Linked DNA regions of Callithrix jacchus: region 2 is linked to region 1. The links are chromatin contacts, called in public Hi-C maps. All regions are on one chromosome and are shown on one strand. The core of a region is the stretch at or near the end of the contact, and the rest is flanking DNA. Distances in the headings are between cores, read along the strand shown.

Region 1 (5,883 bases), core at 1,143-3,642:
TTGCTCCTTAAGAATGGATAAAACAAACATATCTTATGTTGTACATATTTGGCTACACAAAAACAAAATTAAAAGGTACAAAGCACTCTGTTATTAAGAGTCAGCTTCCCAAAGGAGTGGGGATGCTGGTAGCAGAAGGGAAAGAAATCTCATTAAATAAAAGCAAAAGCACTGATCTCTTCAGGAGGTGGCTCAGCTAGTTTGGTTAGCCTTACCTTAGCTCCACGATGGTCCATTTTATTCAGAAATAGTAACATGGGGTGTTGGGGAGAAGAGGAAATGTGCACCTGCCTCACCTGCCTCCCTGCCCAGAATGCCGACTCCTACTTTTGCATTTCACTAAGGCTAGGGATTAAGTGAAAAGTGAGAATCTGGAAACCCCCACACATTATGTTTGTCATTGGAGCTGACTCTGTCTCGTTTCAATAGCATGACCGCCTCCTCAAACTCAGGATACAAATATGGTCACATCTCATTTATTTGCAGTAATTGCTCAGCCCCAATAGCACATTAGCAGGAAGTTCTGTTATTTTATTTTACTTTCCTTTATTATTTTATTTATTGAGGATGGGCTTTTACCGAACTGTCCTGAAATCTACCACAATTCAACTTACCATTCAAAAACCCAGGGAACTCGGCCAGTCCAGCTTCCAACCCCAAGCAGGAGGCAACTCGCTCAGCCCACGTTGTGATCTCTCCTTGCTGCCACGAGGTGGCATTATAGACTTGCGCGATGGACGCGCCATTCCTAAATGAAAACTGTTCCCAGGATCTGGACTCAATACAAGGCAAGCTGTTCCCCTCTGGGGAGCTCAGGGGCAAAGGGCATCTCAGAGAGAGGCCACATTCTCACCTCTGAAGACAAGAAGAACATCATTAACACACAGACCAATGCCAGCACTGCACCTTAGCATGGAGATGTTGAGTTAAAGCAAAATGAACAAATGAATGACCCAATAAATATCTGCGAGGGAAAATCCCAATGACCCATAGGAAGTACGATCAACAGTTGCAGTTATTTTCGTTAGGAACATTCTGAACACAGGGGAAACCTTCCTCTGCTCTATTGTTGGAGTGGGGCCATCCCGGGACACCAGAAATCAAGGTACAGAGTTTGTAGAGGGGACGTAGGGAGGTCACAGTGGCAGGTGGCTGCCAAATGAGGTGACAAAAGCCAGCAAGAGCTAGAAAAAGAGACAATCGGCCCAAACTGTTCACCAGCACCGTCCCCCTCAAACCCCACCGGCTCTGGTTCCAAGATTTTCAATTTTCTAGGCATTTCCTTGGCCTTACCATTTTACTTTAATCGGACTTTTTCTTTGGAACCATGCACCCTTTATCCGGTTTCCCCAGAGATGGCATCTCACAAAGGACGGTCCGGTTTCTCAACAGCGTGTTGCGTTCCGCGGGACGCAGAGTTCCTAAACAGGCACCCCCTGCGTTGCTCCTTTTAAAGCCACACCCACCCGCTTCCCTAACTCTTGGGCACGGTTGATGGGTCCTGCATTTCTCTCCTCCGTCCTTCGGTGAAATAGATCATCTGCCTGTGATTTTGGGACTGGTTTCTCTCACTAGCGTAACTCCCCGGGATCTGAGCAGGTTGATGGGTGTATCAGTGCCTCATTCTCTCTGTCGCACCACAGACCCTCATTCTGTAACCTGGATACCTGCCAGGAATGGGGAGGAGTAGGCGCAGGGCAACCTCGCCGAGGAACAGCGCCCCAGCACTCCATTTCATTCCTTTTTTTTTTTTCAGTCGCAGCCTCACTTTGTCGCCCAGGCTGGAGTGCAATGGCGCGATCTCGGCTTAGTGCAACCTCCACCTCCTGGGTTCCAGCAGTTCTCCTGTCTCAGCCTCCCGAGTAGCTGGGACTACAGGCGCGCGCCACTACACGCAGCCTAATTTGCATTTTTAGTGGAGTCGGGGTTTTACTGTGTTGGCCAGGCTATTCTCGAATTCCTGACCTTAGGTGATCCGCCCGCCTCGGCCTCCCAAAGTGCTGGGACTACAGACGCGAGCCACCGCGCCCGGCCTCTGCTCTCGATTCCTGGGGGAAGAGTAGTTTCCACCCCCTCAAAATCCAGCAGGGTCCTCCCCAAGCCGGGAGGGCGAGATGAGACTGCGGCGGACTGCAGGGCCGTGGAGTGGGCGGAGCTTGGGTGCGGAGGCGGGTGTGGGCGGGGCTCAGGGCGGGGCGCTGGCTCGGCCTGTACTGGGCCTGTTTGTGGCTGGCAAGCTGCGGAAGAGGCCTGCAGTCCTGGGGCTGTTTGGTTCAGCACGGCCCCAGGGCGGAGCCGCAGCGCTCCTGCCTGCCTGGCGACTGCGGGGGCGCGGCCCTGTGCGGCGGGAACCTGGCGCAAACTCCCAGAACTGTACTCGCCGAGGCGCGGCTCCCAGCCCCGGGGGCTCATACCCCGGCCTGCGCTGGCCAGAGGGTCAGTGATACCCGACCGGGGACCGGGGGACTTGTGGGGGGGGGGGCATTTTCCTCCTACAGCCTCCCCAAAGGTTCTATGTCACCATTCACTGTCCTCATTCTGAGACACCTTCCTCGATTACTTACCTAAAATAGCAAACATTCCCTGCTGTTTGATCCACTAGAGTACTTTATTTACCTATCACTATTAGGTACCGTGGTTCTGGTACTTACTGCCACCTGGAATTCTGTGGCCCTTTCTTTGCCGGCTCGTTTATCGGTTCTTGCCCATTCCTGTCCCCTCCCTGAAAAGTACAAAGTTGCCTTCTTATCTGTCTTGTGTCCCCAGCACCTGCCCAGAGGTGAGCCCTCCTGCAAGGAGGGGCCCAGCTGAACAAGTGCATGGGTTAGGAATTGTGTCCCATTCACGGCTGGTAACGGAATCAATTCCAGCGGCTTTCACAGAACTGTGAAGAGCCTGGAGCTTGTTCAGAAACCATCAGCTGCTCCGGAACCTTGGTAACTCTGGGCTCCATACTCACCTTCCAGTTCCAGTTTCACCTCCATCTTGACCTTTAACTGTCCTGGGGGCCCTTCTGCAATTGTGCTTCAGATTCTTCCCCTATTTTTAACCTGAGAGCACCTGCCTCACCTTAGACCTGCTCCCCGCTGGTTTCAGGGTCTCTCCACTGTGTGTGCCATGGGCAGTCAGTTCCTGATAGATTGAGAGTAACCTGAGCAGGAGGCCAAGCCTTCGGGAGAACCAAGCCTGGAGCTACCTGGCCAAGCCCCACATGTCGGGTCAGGAGAAGGGGCCTCCTCCTCGGCCTCACAGACCAGATTTCTGCTTCCCTGGGCTTTCCCAGGCCTCCCTATGCGCTAAGACCGCCAAAGTTTGCTTTCTACAAAGTCACTTCCAGGAAGTGACTGTCTACCAGGGCACGGCAGAGCTTCCCAGCTAAGGATGAGGTCATTCACTCTCCTCTCTTTTTTCTTTAAGATAAATCCCTTTCCTGGGGCTCACACTGTAAGTTACAGCCCTACTTCTCACTGCCAAGTGTGGGTGTCACTGCTGGCTAGGGGAGCGTGGATCTGTAAACTTGCCTCATCAGGAGGCTTTAAGGCATGACCTCCGGGGACCAGACAATAGCTTGTTCTTCACAATCACTGCCCTCCGGAGAACATCCAGGATTTCAGCCTCAGGGCTAAGTCAACTATGTCTCCCCTGACACATGCTGGCTGCTGATAAATTCTAGGGAAAGCTGAGGGTGGTGCAGGTACCTCGCCCCTAGACTAGGAGAGCTGAAAATTGCCTGGAGGCCCAAAGGCCACATCCTCAGGGAGGCCATCTCTTCTGTGTTAGTGATATATAGACTATCTTTTATTGTGATTTACATGCAACTTACCAGTTCAAACAACACTGCCTGTCTTCATAAACTTTCTTTTTCCTTTCCTTCCTCACTGCCCAGCTTTAGGTTCACCCCTGTAAGTGATGCTGAGTTAGAATAGGAACCTCCCTGCATTTTGAATGGATGAATGTGACCTCTCCCACATTCTCCCATGCTGTGATGTGCCTTAAACACACCAAGCTGCTTGGACACAAAGCATGTGCCTGGAGGCCTTATGCGGTTTCAGACTGACAAGCCATGACCCTCCCTACAGACTCAGTGCTATTGTAGATGTAGATGTTCCTGGGTGGAAAATACATAAACACGAATATCTGAAGTTTGCAATCCACAGCCTTTGGTATTTCTGCTCCCTGCCCTTGGTGCATAGCCTCCATCCCGAGGATGACAAGAAGGCTGACTAAGCCCCAATATCCCACAATCAATCTGGGAAGAGAGCCAGGGACAAAGGCCAAAGGGAACTAGCTCCCACATCTCCCAGCCCCAACTGAGTTAGCTTTTGAGGGTATTTCCTGGAAGCCCCACCTGTCACTTCTGCTGACACCTCACTGGCCACCTCAACTGCAAGGCAGCCTAGGAAATGTAGTGTTTACCTGGACGCATGGATTCCTGGAATCAATTCAGGGTCTAACTTAGGGAGCCAGAGTGGGGACATTGAGTCACCGAAGTTGCAGGTTCCTAGCTGTCCAGTTAAGCCAAGTGAATGGATAAGGACTTGAATTCACCTTCAGGTGTTTGGAGTAATCAGAGCTGTCTGCCTCCTCTTGGGGGGTGACAGTGCCCCACTCTGTTAAACCCCATATTTACCCCATCTCAGCTTCAGTAACAATCAGGCTCTTTTCCTTTCGGTCCACAGGGCACTTGGCCTGGATGGAGCCAATTCCTTGGCACCCACCTCACTTCTTGCAGTATTCTGCAGACCCCAGCCCTGTGCCTGTGCTCCTGGACAGCTGGAGACAAGGAGTGGGCCCTAAAAGATGCTTCATCAGGCTCCGCTCCAGATTTTAGTTTAGGGGATAAGCACAACTGTCTCTCTGTTCTTTTTGTTTTGTTCTTTTAACACACTGATAGGTTAAAATTGTTGTTTGGACACAACATGGATCATGTAGTGTCTTCACATTAACCCCTAGTCACACACTCTAGATTGTCTGTTTTCTTCCCCCAATATTTTTATTGTCATAAAAATACACCGAATGTAAAAACCTTAACCCAGCCAGGCACAGTGGCTCATGCCTGTAATCCCTGCATTTTGAGAGGCCAAGATGGGTAGATCACCTGAGGTTAGGAGTTCAAGACCAGCCTGACCAAAATGGCAAAACTCTGTCTCTACTGAAAATACAAAAGCTAATTGGGTGTGATGATGTGCACCTGCAGTCCCAGCTACTCGGGAGGTGAGACAGGAGAATTGCTTGAATGCAGGAGGTGGAGGTTGCTGTGAACCGAGATCATGCCACTGCACTCCAGACTGGGCAGTAGAGTGAGACTCCATTTCAAACAAACAAACAAACAAAAAGCTTTCAAGTTGACCATTCATCTTTCAAGTTGAGTTCTCCCTGTGTTGCCCAGGCTGGAGTGCAGTGGCTGTTTATAGACATGATTACAGCGCACTGCAGCCTCCACCTCCTGGGCTTAAGTGATCCTCCTGCCTCAACCTCCTGAGTAGCTGGGACTGCAGGCATGTATCACCATGCCATAGTATTAACAGTCTAAGCAAAAATATGATCATCTCAAAGATACAAAAAAAAGCATTTGACAAAATCCTACATCCCTTTCTGATAAAAAAAAACAAAACCTTTCAGCAAACTAGAAATAGAAGAGAACTTTTTCAACTGATAAAGAGCATGTGTGAAAAACCTATAGCTAATGGCATACTTCATGATGAAAAAATGCTCTTTGTTGTAGGTTCTACTCAGTGCAGTAAGTCAAGAAAAAGAACAGTTTGGAAAGGAAGAAGAAATGTTGTCATTAGTAGCAAGAGTTATAATTGTCTATGTAGAAAATTTCATGGCATTTACTAAAGGCTACTAAGTTAAGTGACTTTAGCAAGTTAGCAAGGTTGA
Region 2 (5,883 bases), core at 1,848-4,347, 59 kb after region 1:
CAGTGTAACAACTATTTATATATCATTTACATTGTATTAGGTACTATATGTAATCTAGAGATTATTTACAGTATATGGCAGAATGTACAAAAGTTATATGTCAATATTATGCCATTTTATATCAGGGATTTGAGCATCTGCGGATTTTGATATTGGTGAGGGGTCCTGGTCCCAGTCCTTCATGAATACCCAGGATTGACTGTATATATTTTTGGATGTTAAACCACCTTGCAGAACTTAAAAAAATGTTATCAAGTAAACAATCTTCAGGTGAAATAGTCCATATCAGTACCATCTTTCAAGTATTAGTTGTTTATCAGCCAGATTACTATGAAGGCTGACATAACTTTGATCAGACCATGTTTCTGAACAACTCATATGCCTAAACTGAGCATTAGTTTCTCATTCTCATGCAATGATCTGCCTGCCTCAGCCTCCCAAAGTGCTGGGATTACAGGCGTAAGCCACTGTGCCTGACCATAATTTTTCTCTTTTTAGTAGAGACAGGGTTTTGCCATGTTGGCCAGGCTGGTGATCTGCCTGCCTCGGCCTCCCAAATTCCTGGGATTACAGGTGTTAGCCACCTCATCTCATCCACATTGTTACATGTATTAGTATTTCTTTTTATTGTCAAATAATATTTCATTGTATGGATATGACACAATTTGTTTATCCATTCAATAGCGGATGCATATTTGTTTCCTCTTGACTAATATGAATAATGTTGCTTTGACCATAAGTTTTTACATGAACATATGTTTCCATTTTTCTTGGGTACATATATACCTAGAAGTAAAATTCTGTCCAATCAGGTGGTTACTCGTATGTTCAACCTTTTGAGGGACTGCTATACTTTTGAGGGACCCTAAAGCGGTCACACCCTTTATGTTCCCATCACCAGTGTATGAGTGTTCCAATTTTGCCACATCTTTGCTGACACTTGGTTTTTGTTTCTATTATGGCCATTCCAGTGGATAGGAAGTAGTAGCTCAGTGTGGTTTTGATTTGCATTTTCTGATGGCTAATGATTATTAGCCTCTTATCATTTGCTTTATCTTTTTTGAAGAAATGTTTATTCAGATATATTGCCCATTTTTAAATTGTGTTATTTGTTGTTTTGCTATTGACTTGTAAGAGTTCTCTGTATATTATTGATACAAATCCATGATCAGGTATGTGATTTGCAAATATTTCTCCCCTTCTGTGAGTTGTCTTTTCACTATTTGGTTGGTATCCATTTAAAGCACAAGTCTTTAATTTTGATGAAGTCCAGTTTGTTTTTTCTTTTGTTGCTGGTGCTTTTGGTTTTATATCTAAGAAGGCTTTGCCTAATCCCAGGTAATCAAGTTTTATGTTTATATTTTCTTTAATGAGTTTTGTAGTTTCAGCTGTGGCATATATGTCTATGTTCTTATGTTCTATCTATCTTGCATTAATATTAGTGTGAAGGAGTTCAACCAGTTGACATAAATATAGTTTACTTCTGGATTCTTTTTCTTTTCTTTTTTTTTGAGATGTACCTTCGCTCTTGTTGCCCAAGCTGGAGTGCAATGGCACGATCTTGGCTCACTGCAACCTCCGCCTCCCGAGTTCAAGCGATTCTCCTGCCCCAGCCTCCTGAGTACCTGGATTACAGGAGTGCGCCACTACGCCTGGCTACTTTTTGTATTTCAGACCTTACGTTACATAATAGCTCTACCAGTGAAGAGGGCTGTAGGTAATACAATTCTCTGAGCTGGAATTTCTTCAAGTATAAGGTAGGGGAGAGGGTGCCAGAATCATGATGGATGACCCTAATTAAGGTTTGAGGCTTGCGCCTACATAGGGAAGAATGAGTTTCTAAAGCCATTCTCTGCCGGTTAAGACAAGTCTCCTCATTAATTGTTCAGGAAAGTCCTCAATTAAAGTGAAGGTCTGGCATACTGCAGTTGCCGCAAGTTCTTAGTGATTATCAGCTTTGGCTGGTTAGAATCAGCTGTGATAAACACGGGCTTCAATTTTGCTATCTGGAAGGTTGGTGCTGCGGCAAGTGGAACGTTTTTCTTTAAGAATATGCGCTACAATTTGCTTTATTCCCTGATGATGCTATTGATCAGATTTGTCTATATTGTTACTTGCACGGGATGAAGGAGAGGGAGAAGTCAACGATGACAGCAAATTTTAGAGTAGACCAACCGAGCGAATGGTGGTGCAGGAAACAGAAGAGGAGCTGCTCGGAGGTGGGAATGGAGATAACGTCACGCTGTGGACATTTGGGATCCACAGAGCTGGGTGGAGATCAGATTTAACTTGCTCTCTCTCCCCCTTTAAGATCATTCTCAAGTAGCCTCACTCCCTAAAACAAACGGATATTTGGCAGTGAGCCACATTATTCTGCAGCTGCCACGCTTTCTTGCAGGTAGAAGGCAGGCCCTTTCTGGTGTAAACAAACGAGATCGGGCTTGAGTGACAACCCTCCCTGACGGCTAGTATCTGGTCTTATACCCTGTAACTTATCCCTCTATTAATGGGATTCTTCAGAATCCAGCCTCAGAAGCTCTCCTCCCGCAGCTGTGGTCTCCACCTCCGGCCTGGCGCAGCTCACGTGATCCAGCTTGTGCAAGACCCAATTCCAACTCTGTGTTTCTGGCTTTTGGCCACTCAGGATAGAACCTGGGGACTGGTGCTGGTCGGCCCTGCACGCGGTGAGCCTGGGGACAGAGGAAGCAGAGATTCCCCGACCCGTTCCCGTGACTTCCTGGCGCGCCGCGATGCCCCGCCCTACTCCCCGCCCCCGGGATGCAAGGCGCTTGCTGTAGCTGCTCAGCGGCTCTAGGTCCGCTGCCGCCGTCCCTATTCCCTGCCGGTCCCTCTCTCGGTACACTGCGCACGCGCCACAACGCTCTGCCCCTCTCCCCGCCCTGTCGCGCCCCCGGGAGGCAGAGCGCAAGCTGCCGCGTTTCTGGCTAGGCCTGGCTACCCTGCCCCGCTGCTTCTGTGCCGGTGTGGACCGTGCATGCCTTCGGAAGATCGGTGCGGACTCTTGGGGAATAATCTCATTATTCCATCTCTTTAAAAGCCTCACTAACTCATTGCGGCCTCCGGTTAAGAACTGTGGGCGAGATCCCAAGCCCCCTGCCCTTCCTCGTTTTATGGAAATTTAATTCATTGTTTTTTTTTTTTTTTTGAGGGAGGGTCTCGCTCTGTCGCCCAGGTTGGAGCGCAGAATATGTCTTATTTCAGCCTCTGCCTCCAGAGCTCAAACCAGGCTCCCACTTTAGCCTTGCCCGGCCTGATTCTTTAAACAAAATAAACGGGGTGTGTGTTGCTTTCCATCTTGTTAGGCTCACTAGATACAAGATAGTTTTCTGTAAGAAAATAAGAGCTCTGTTTTTCTTTTTATTTTTTCAGTTTTAAATTTTATAACTTTGTAAGAATCTTTTTCTGTTCATTTTCTCCATTTGACATCAGCAAAAGTTTTGAACATCATGAAACTGATTTGGCTGTAAATGGAGAAAGGGTACCAAAAGAAAGTGAAATAAAAACCCAAAAGACAAACAGAAAACCCTAAATCAGCCCTCCGGTTTGGTCTCGGGGGCTTACATATCACAATAAGAACCGTCAACTCAACCCCCATGCAAATGTGACTTCTTGGAGAGCTGCTGGATCCACACTGATACAGGAGACCGCACACAACGTCTTTTGTTAATTAACACAAGAGCTCTGTTTTTCCAAGGGCGCAGCGTCAGATGTGACTATGACTAGGGTTTCCTTATATTTTACCCTTCCCTTATCCACCCTATATTTTATCCGTCCTGCTAACTGTATCTGTGAGTAGGGGCTGGGCGCTGTTGCTCACACCTGTAATCCCAGCTCTTTGGGAGGCCGAAGCGGGCGTAACGAGGTGAAGAGTTCAAGACCAGCCTAGATGGTGAAACCCTGTCTCTACTAATATACAAAAATTGGGCCGGGCGCGGTGGCTCAAACCTGTAATCCCAGCACTTTGGGAGGCGAGGCGGGTGGATCACGAGGTCAAGAGATCGAGACCACCCTGGTCAACATGGTGAAACCTCGTCTCTACTAAAAATACAAAAAATTAGCTAGGCATGGTGGCGTGTGCCTGTAATCCCAGCTACTCAGGAGGCTGAGGCAGGAGAATTGCCTGAACCCAGGAGGCGGAGGTTGCGGTGAGCCGAGATCGCGCCATTGCACTCCAGCCTGGGTAACAAGAGCGAAACTCCGTCTCAAAAAATAAAATAAAATAAACAAAAATTAGCCGGGCGTGGTGGCGCATTCCTCTAATCCCAGCTACTCAGGAGGCTGAGGCAGGATAATTGCTTGAACCAGGGAAGCAATGGTTGCAGTGAGCCGAGACCGTGTCACTGCGCTCAAGCCTGGGCGACATAGCGAGACTCCATCCCCCTCCCCCACCAAAAAAACCTGTGAGTTGGATGCAGAAGTTTCTAAAAAAGTTGAGTATTGAAATTGGGTGTTTTGGCAGGGACAAAAAGCAACACCCCTACCTCCCCCAAAAAGAGACGTTAAAGTAGTTGGATTAAGGGCATGGGTGTACTTGCTTTCCGATTTAGTGATGGTATGGTTAGCTGATGAAATGGCTAACACGTTACCTGATTGTAGAGCTGGTCAGTGGGTCCTGCTCAGTTTGCTGTGATTAGAATTGAGGTTTTGATGACAATGGTCGGCATCTGTTCAGCGTTTACTATGTGCTAAGCACCTTTACCTGTGACCCCCCCCCCCACCCCGAATGCTCACAACAGCCTCAGGAAATTGGTAGCAGTGTTATCCCCATGGTACAGTGAAGGATGCTGAGACTTAGGTTGCGTAGCTTGCAGGTTGGACACACTTCTTTCTGACTGCTGGAGAGCTGTGCTTTTAACCGCCTCTGATCCAGCCTGTTTCCTGCAGGTGCAGGCCTGGGGTAGTCTCCTGTCTGGACAGAAAACAGAAGAATGGAGAAGGGCTTCATCCCAATGTGAGTGGACAGTAAATGTCAATGGAGTAGCCAGGAGCTTCTGGAAACCAGAGTTCCTTTCCTCAGCTGAAAACCCTAAAAGTAGACTGCCTGGGGCAGCATGGGCGACGGGAGGATCACTGGACCTGTGTTGGATTTGAGTCCCAGCTCTGGTTTTGCTGAGTTGTGTGACTTTCAGAAAGTCATTCAACCTCTGTGGGCCTTATTTTCAGTGATAAGACATGTCAGGAATGATTACCTTTTCTTTTTATGAGATGGAGTCTCGCTCTGTTACCACACTGGAGTGCAGTGGCACAATCTTGGCTCACTGCAACCTCCACCTCCCAGGTTCAAGTGATTCTCCTGCCTCAGCCTCCTAAGTAGCTGGGAATACAGGTGTGCGCCACCACGCCTGACTAATTTTTGTATTTTTTTTTTTTTTGAGAGGGAGTTTTGCTCTTGTTACCCAGGCTGGAGTGCAATGGCGTGATCTCGGCTCACCGCAACCTCTGCCTCCTGGGTTCAAGCAATTCTCCTGCCTCAGCCTCCTGAGTAGCTGGGATTACAGGCATGTGCCACCATGCCCAGCTAATTTTTTGTATTTTTAGTAGAGACGGGGTTTCACCATGTTGACCAGGATGGTCTCGATCTCTTGACCCCGTGATCCACCCGCCTCGGCCTCCCAAAGTGCTGGGATTACAGGCTTGAGCCACCGCGCCCAGCCTAATTTTTGTATTTTTAGTAGAGATGGGGTTTCACCATGTTGGCCAGGATGATCTCTATCTCCTGACCTCATGATCCACCTGCCTCGGCTTCCCAAAGTGCTGGGATTACAGGCATGAGCCACCCCACCTGGCAGGAATGATTACCTTGTAGTTCCATCCTATGACAGTATGGTTTGTTTCCAAAGCCTGGTTGGCACTGACTTCTCC

What was found. A called contact is a pair of places that touch in the nucleus more often than the background predicts.
Region 2: a Hi-C map of skeletal muscle shows a contact between it and region 1, with 2.4 times the contacts expected there. The contact joins two enhancer-like sites. A contact is called at or near these places in 3 of 3 Hi-C or Micro-C datasets (induced pluripotent stem cells and skeletal muscle).

What each region holds. Positions count from the first base shown.
Region 1 is chr4:27,586,854-27,592,736 of calJac240_pri, forward strand. No RefSeq gene overlaps it. Among named protein-coding and RNA genes, the nearest start is that of RIPK1, 14 kb to the left of the region's middle. Within about 2 kb of position 2,393, at least 10 of the 16 cell types and tissues checked have an H3K27ac peak or open chromatin away from gene starts, as enhancers often do. A contact at or near this core is called in skeletal muscle, where this site is marked.
Region 2 is chr4:27,645,509-27,651,391 of calJac240_pri, forward strand. LOC100895108 reads left to right here. Exons shown (of 10, transcript XM_078370881.1): 4 at 4,906-4,972. Among named protein-coding and RNA genes, the nearest start is that of NQO2, 6.9 kb to the left of the region's middle. Within about 2 kb of position 3,098, at least 13 of the 16 cell types and tissues checked have an H3K27ac peak or open chromatin away from gene starts, as enhancers often do. A contact at or near this core is called in skeletal muscle, where this site is marked.